Regions from separate parts of the Mus musculus genome. Here region 2 is linked to region 1. The links are chromatin contacts, called in public promoter capture Hi-C maps. All regions are on one chromosome and are shown on one strand. The core of a region is the stretch at or near the end of the contact, and the rest is flanking DNA. Distances in the headings are between cores, read along the strand shown.

Region 1 (3,199 bases), core at 321-2,820:
AACTGAATAAAAAGGGAAAGTCAAGCTGAGTGCCAGTAGTCATCTCTCCATCTCTCTGCTTCCTGCCTATGGATGCAACATCACCAACTGTCTCATGCCCCTGACACTGTGTCTTCTCTGCCGCCACAGATCCTTAAACTCCAAGTCAATGTAAGCCTTTCCCCAAGTTGCTTTTCCCAGGTCACAACAAGAAAAGTAATGAATATAAATATTCTGGAAGAGACTACTTAGGGTGCCTGGCACAGACTTAGACCCACATGGATCTGTTCACTTGTTCAAGTACAAAAGGAAAGGGAAAAAGAAGGACATGAGGAGGAGGAGGAGGCGGTATGAGGAGGGGGTGGTGTTGGCATCGGCAGCGAGGCGGCAGTTCTGGCGAGAGGACCCCCAAATGGGAATCCACACTTACCTACCTGCTCGATCTCCCGGCAGCGCCGACCTAGTGCCTGGTACTTTCTACGATTTAGTTCCCGCTGGCGACGCCTTCGACCCCGGGCTGCCTCTTCCTCTTCATCTCGCTCCCGGAGTCCTGAATCACCCAGACCACCGGACACAAATTCCACTTCTGTCTCTAGCTCACTTTCTAGGATGTGGCCACCAAACAGGGGAGGCAGAGCCAGCTCTGAGCCTGGTGGCGCTGAGAACTCTTCAAAGCCCACGGCTGCCATGGTCCTGTAGGGCCAAGAAGTTTTAGGAGCCTATATTCTGGCTCTCCAAGTCCCTCCCAGGGGGACTTAGGTCCAGGCCCCAGCCTGGAGCCCAGATCCTAGCCCTCTCCTCCATCACACCCAGCAGCCCAGACTCTAGCCCTCCTCCCTCCTACCAAGAAGCCCAGACCCTAGCCCTTCTTGGTCACTGCCAGGGATCCAGGCCCCAGTCCTCGTCCCTAACAATGAGGAATCAGACCCTAGCCTCCTCCCTCAGACTTTGGAGCCCACACTCCAATCTCCTTGCTCTCAGATCCATAAGAACAGCAAATTCCAAATCTCCCCTACGATGCTCCAGTACTGCCTCCGGTTCTCCCACAGAGATTCGAAAAGAAAGCAACTGCACGAACTTCCCCATCGTCCCTGAGAGCACTACAGCCGATCGTTGCTGTTTTTGGAGTCCCCGTTTACACAAAGCTCAGCTACTCACCCCTCTCTCTGTTCCAACTCCATTTCTCTGGTCAAGAGACACCTCAAGCCTCAGAGAGGTGGAGTCTTGCGCAAAACTACCTCTCCCATCAGGCCTTGCGACACAGGAAAACTGGGAATTAAAGTTTCCTACTCTGCCTTCGTTTGCACCCGACTCCAAATTGCGGCTTGAAGCCTTCGGTTTATCCTCTAGCGCCTGCACCGATCGTCCACGTTGTCACCTTCTTTACTCCTGTCTTGTCGCAGTGTCGACTAGCCAAAGCGAATCTCTGTTTAGCAGGCTCAATCCACGGCGACGTACGACTTCCCCTAGCCCTAGAACCCAGCACTCCCGGTCGCCGTCCCGCGAGGCGGCTGCTAATAAAGTTGTTGTCCAAACGCTGCCGGAAATGTCGTAAACGGCCAATCAAAACACAGATTTATCGGCGGCAAGTAAACGTCATCAAAGAGAGCCGAAGCTCTGGGGAAGCAGATTTCTTGGAAACGATTGTGAGAGGATCGAAGCGGTGAGTGTGATGGAGAAGAAGGGATGGCCGGAAGCCAAGCTACTGGAGGAGAAAGTGTAGCGGGCGACTTAAATCATAGTATAAATAATAATATTAAACGTATGGAGCGCCTTAGAACTAATATTCAAGACGTGAGTGGATCACAGCATAACTTTAGGCTGAAATATGGCACGTGGGCCAGACGGGTGGAATGAAAGAACTGAAGGCAGGGTGAGGGAGCAAAGAGCCGGGTTAGGCAAAGATGAATAGTTGCTCAAAGACCCAGAGGTGTGGGGAAAAGTTGCCAGGTCAGGTGGTACCTGGAGGGATGTGCTGTGTTCTGTGTGGGTAGGAACAGGAGACAACCTCCGTGAACTAAGCAAGCTGTGGAGCCTGCGTGCGGCTACAGGAGCTGATGAAGAAGAAACTTAAGGGGATCCGGGAGAAGGTGCTCCTTCTGGTGATATGAGTGGACAGGGTCAAGATGCAGTATTAGGGAACCCCATTCTCCCTTTCCCATAGGCCTTGGGATGTCTCTGGCTGATGAGCTCTTGGCTGACCTCGAGGAGGCAGCAGAAGAAGAGGAAGGAGGAAGCTATGGAGAAGAGGAGGAGGAGCCAGCAATTGAGGATGTACAGGAGGAGACCCAGCTGGATCTTTCTGGAGATTCAGTCAAGAGCATTGCCAAGCTATGGGACAGCAAGATGGTGAGGTGGCACCCTTTAAGTCAGCGTTCCTAGGGAGGAGTGGCCGGAGAGCAGTTCTTTCTGAGAGGCCTAGTTTCTGACTGTGCTCTCCTTCCTCATCAGTTTGCTGAGATCATGATGAAGATTGAGGAGTATATCAGCAAGCAAGCCAACGTGTCGGAAGGTGCCTCCCACCCTCACTTTCCTCTGCCCATTCTGACTCCCCGACTCTCTTGCTCCTTATGGTTTTATCACCAAGTGTCTCCCTCCTCAGCTTTCCTCAGAGCATTCATTCTTCTTTTTTTTTTTAAATCCAGTTACTGACCCTCTGAAAACATACTGCATTGTACCCAGACATGATATGTGTTTATATCTCACCACTTAGGAGACTGAGGCAGCAGGTACATGAATGAGTTCAAGTCCAGTCTGGTCAGAGTCAGCCTGGGTAAAACCCTGTCTCAGAAATAGGTACATTCATGGAGTTGGAGAGATAGTTAAGAGTATCTGCTGCTCTTCCAGAGGTCTTGGGTTTAGTTCTTAGCATCCACATGGGTCATAACTATCTGTAACTCCAGTTCTTGGTGATCTGACATCTTCTGCTCTCCATGGGCATTATATATATATTATGCACATCAGGCAAAACGCATACATACATTTTTTTTAGAAGAAAGTGAGACAACACCTATGTTTAAAAAAAAGGAAGAAAGAAAAATAAACATGCATATTGTACTATAAAACTGATGTGTTTTCTAATTGTGAGAAGACTTGTCTCTGGGTTCTCTGAACTATAGGACCTTTTCCACATCCACAGACAGGGTGTGTACACATGTATGTACGTATATTTTTAAATATGGAGACAAGGTTTCACTCTGAAGTTCAGACTGGCCTAGAA
Region 2 (3,199 bases), core at 482-2,981, 290 kb after region 1:
TTTTTCAGGACAGGGTTTCTCTGTATAGCCGTGGCTGTCCTGGAACTCACTCTGTAGACCAGACTGTCCTGAAAGTCAGAAATTTGCTGGCTTCTGCCTCCCGAGTGCAGGGATTAAAGGTGTGGGCCACCACGACCAGCTATAAAAAATGCTATCATTTGGAACAGTCACAGCATGTATGCAGAGGTCCTAGGGTACACCCGTGCAGGCTCTGTGAGCCCTCAGGATTCCTGCTTAGTTGATTCTGTGCTCTCCAGGGCGTGTCCTCCGGGTATCCTCAACCTCTCTAGCTATCATCATCCTTCCTCTCTGTGTTTTCCAGAATCTCTGAGCTCTGGTGGATGGTGCTACAGCTGATCCAGAGTAACCGAAGCCCTCATAAAGCATCATCTCCCTAATGGGCACTCTGGGCTTGGCTGTCACTGTGAGTCTTGGAATCACTGTTTCCTGTGCTCTGTGTCAACGTTCAAAAGAGCCCTGGATCCCCACATACACCGCACATCAAGTGGTCTCTGAAACCTGTATGATTTCAATATCATTCTATGGAAGGCTGAGGTTCCTCACCTGAGACCAGGAGCTCCACGGATTCACTTGGAGGTGACCACACATATGGTCTGTTCCTGTCATAACTGTAGCATCTGCATATCCATCTCTGGTTGGGGGTCACAGGGCCCACAGAGAACAGGGCGTGGTACTTCCCTGTAGAGATGTTATACTGTGAGTCTTGTGTCCATGAGACCTTCTGCTGTCCTTCTACAGTTAAAATGAACCTGTGATAGCTCTGCGAAGACTCACACTGGAGAGTGACATACCCTCCTGAAGTTACCACAGGGCTGGCCTGGGCTGAAAGGCTGGGTGTCCAGTAGTGTCCTGGAGAGAAGGAGGAGTCAGTTAAATATCCCCAAGCCTCATTATTCTCCTTGGCTCTGAGGTTCCCACAGTGAGGGTGGGCATTCCTGTTAACAGAGCCAAGTCTGGACAGTTATAACCTGAGGCCTAGGATCCTGTGTGTCTCTCACCTGTCACTACTAGCACCAGGGGGTCACTGTAGCCTGATGATTCATCCTGGGTGTTGTAGGAACATCGATATTGACCTGCATTTCTCAGGTGTACATTTGAGAATGAGAATTCAGCCTTGTTTGCTGGCTTCTGTTTGTTCTTTGTTACGGTTTTATATAGCTTTCCATCTTTATAGAGGCGGTACTCATTGGCTCCAATTGTCTCTTCACACAAGAAGGTCACCTTAGTCCACACTTGGACCACAGAGTCTGGCTGTACTCTGAGGATAGGCTTAGGGAGGGACCCTGCAAGTAACAGAGCAACTAGGACTCAGGACAAACACACTCAGATTGAAGTCCTTAACCTCATGACCTTCCCGCCACCCACAGACTCACACAGGTGGTGTTTTCCACCATCACAGCCCAGGCATGGCTCCTGGATCTGAAGAGAAGAGCATTTCAGGTCAGCTGCAGACACACTCACCTGTCAGCACTGGGATCCAGAGCCTCAGAGTCAGTCCTGGAAGAGAGTTCTTTGTAAGAGATTTGTCCCTAAGGCTGAGCAAGTCTGTAGAAACATCTCAGACCCTGGCATTTCCTCTTGGGTGAGTGCTGGTCTACAGGCCATGATCATTTCCAGACCTCAGTTTCCCCTCCCCTTCTTCACATCTCACCAAGACAGAGCAGGGCTGTGAAGGTGCAGGACATGGCATCTCCCCTCAGTGGCTGCAACTGTGCTTGAGGCCAGAGCTACAGAGCCTTTCTGAAGGGATTGTGTACAGGGTGTGGCACTGGAGGCAGGGCAGTCCCCATGACAATGTCATATATCAGCAACCCCACAGAAAGAGGAACTGCCCTCCTCAGGACCGTGCTCTGACTTCCTCAATGGTGTGACTAGGCCAGGCAGTAGACCCTCTGCCATTAGGTCTTACACAGATGGCGATTCCTCATCCCACCAGTGTCTGCCTCACCTATGCACATTACTGTCATGGCCATATTGTAGCAAACATGTGTGAACATTTTTTCATTTTTTTAGTGTTTTATTGTCTCTATGTTGTTTGTATATACACATGCATGTGTGTCAAAGCACGTGTATGGAGGTCAGAATACAACTTCAGCAATCAGTTTTCCTTGTCCAGTGTGGATCCTGTCAACAGGATCAGGTCTTATTTTGGTAGCAGACACTTATGTACTGAGCTATATCAGTGTCTCATCACTTACCATCATCGTTTTCCTAAGTCATTCTGCTCTTTCAACAAGTTATCTTGTCATGGGGTTACTGGTCCACACAGGTGCAGGTTTATTTAAGTTTCTTGGGATACAGGTTGTAGGTGTACAAATATGACCATAATTCTTTTTTTAAATTAATCATTCCATTTGTTTATATCTCAAATGATATCCCACTTCCTGGTGTTCCCTCCACCAACTCCCCATCCTACATATGGCCTCCCCATTCTTTTTGCCTCTATGAGAGTGCCCTCACCCCTCCACACTCTCGCCCACTGCTCAAACATCCCCCTACTATGGGGCATCAATGTAGTCTTCCCTCCCATTGCTGTGAGAGAGTCCATTCTCTGCTACATGTGTATCTTGAGCCATGGATTCCTCCAGGTACACTCCTTAGTTGGTGGTCTAGACCCTGGGAGAACTGGGTGGTCATGCCAGCCTATGAATTTGAGGCTCTTCCACATGTTTTCTGATATTAGATTATGTTATAATCTAATATATATATTATATTAATATATTCAGATAAGGGTCACTGGTGAGCCTTCCAATTCTGGATTGTAGTTCATTCCAAATATAGTCAAGTTGACAACCAGGAATAACCACTACACAACTTTTCTTGCTTTTCTACCATGTGAAGAAGCATTTGATCACACGCTAATAATATAATTAATTATTAATATAATATATATTATATAGTATATATTATATAATTATATATAATAATATATGTATATTATATATAATATATTAATAATATAATTAATAATATATTATATTAATATAATATATGTAATATATATTATATTAGATTCAGCATATCTGGTCCTTGATTCACTTGGACTTGAGCTTCGTACAAGGAGATAAAAATGGATCGATCTGCATTCTTCTACCTGCAGACTGTGAGTTGAACCAGAACCATTTGTTAAAAATGCTGTCTTTTTTCCCCTGGATGGTTTTAGTTCCTTTGTCAAAGA

What was found. Capture Hi-C pulls out chosen DNA fragments and counts their contacts.
Region 2: a contact with region 1 is called in a promoter capture Hi-C map of liver. The contact joins the promoter of Lilra6 here to the promoter of Prpf31 in region 1. A contact is called at or near these places in 1 of 39 promoter capture datasets (neutrophils), 1 of 484 Hi-C or Micro-C datasets (bone marrow-derived macrophages), 6 of 115 datasets of contacts at active chromatin or transcription factors (bone marrow-derived macrophages, embryonic stem cells, large pre-B cells and 1 more) and 1 of 9 other capture datasets (liver).

Annotation. Positions count from the first base shown.
Region 1 is chr7:3,628,415-3,631,613 of GRCm38.p6, forward strand. Prpf31 (pre-mRNA processing factor 31) reads left to right here and starts at 1,571. Exons shown (of 14, transcript NM_027328.4): 1 at 1,571-1,642; 2 at 2,144-2,328; 3 at 2,431-2,491. The coding sequence starts at 2,152. It overlaps Tfpt (TCF3 (E2A) fusion partner), which reads right to left and starts at 1,515. Exons shown (of 6, transcript NM_001290381.1): 1 at 1,138-1,515; 2 at 414-672. The coding sequence starts at 1,160. It overlaps Gm15927 (a long non-coding RNA gene), which reads right to left. Exons shown (of 6, transcript XR_003946711.1): 6 at 2,657-2,989.
Region 2 is chr7:3,913,770-3,916,968 of GRCm38.p6, forward strand. It overlaps Lilra6 (leukocyte immunoglobulin-like receptor, subfamily A (with TM domain), member 6), which reads right to left and starts at 1,732. Exons shown (of 9, transcript NM_011090.2): 1 at 1,673-1,732; 2 at 1,483-1,518; 3 at 1,020-1,304; 4 at 565-870. The coding sequence starts at 1,706.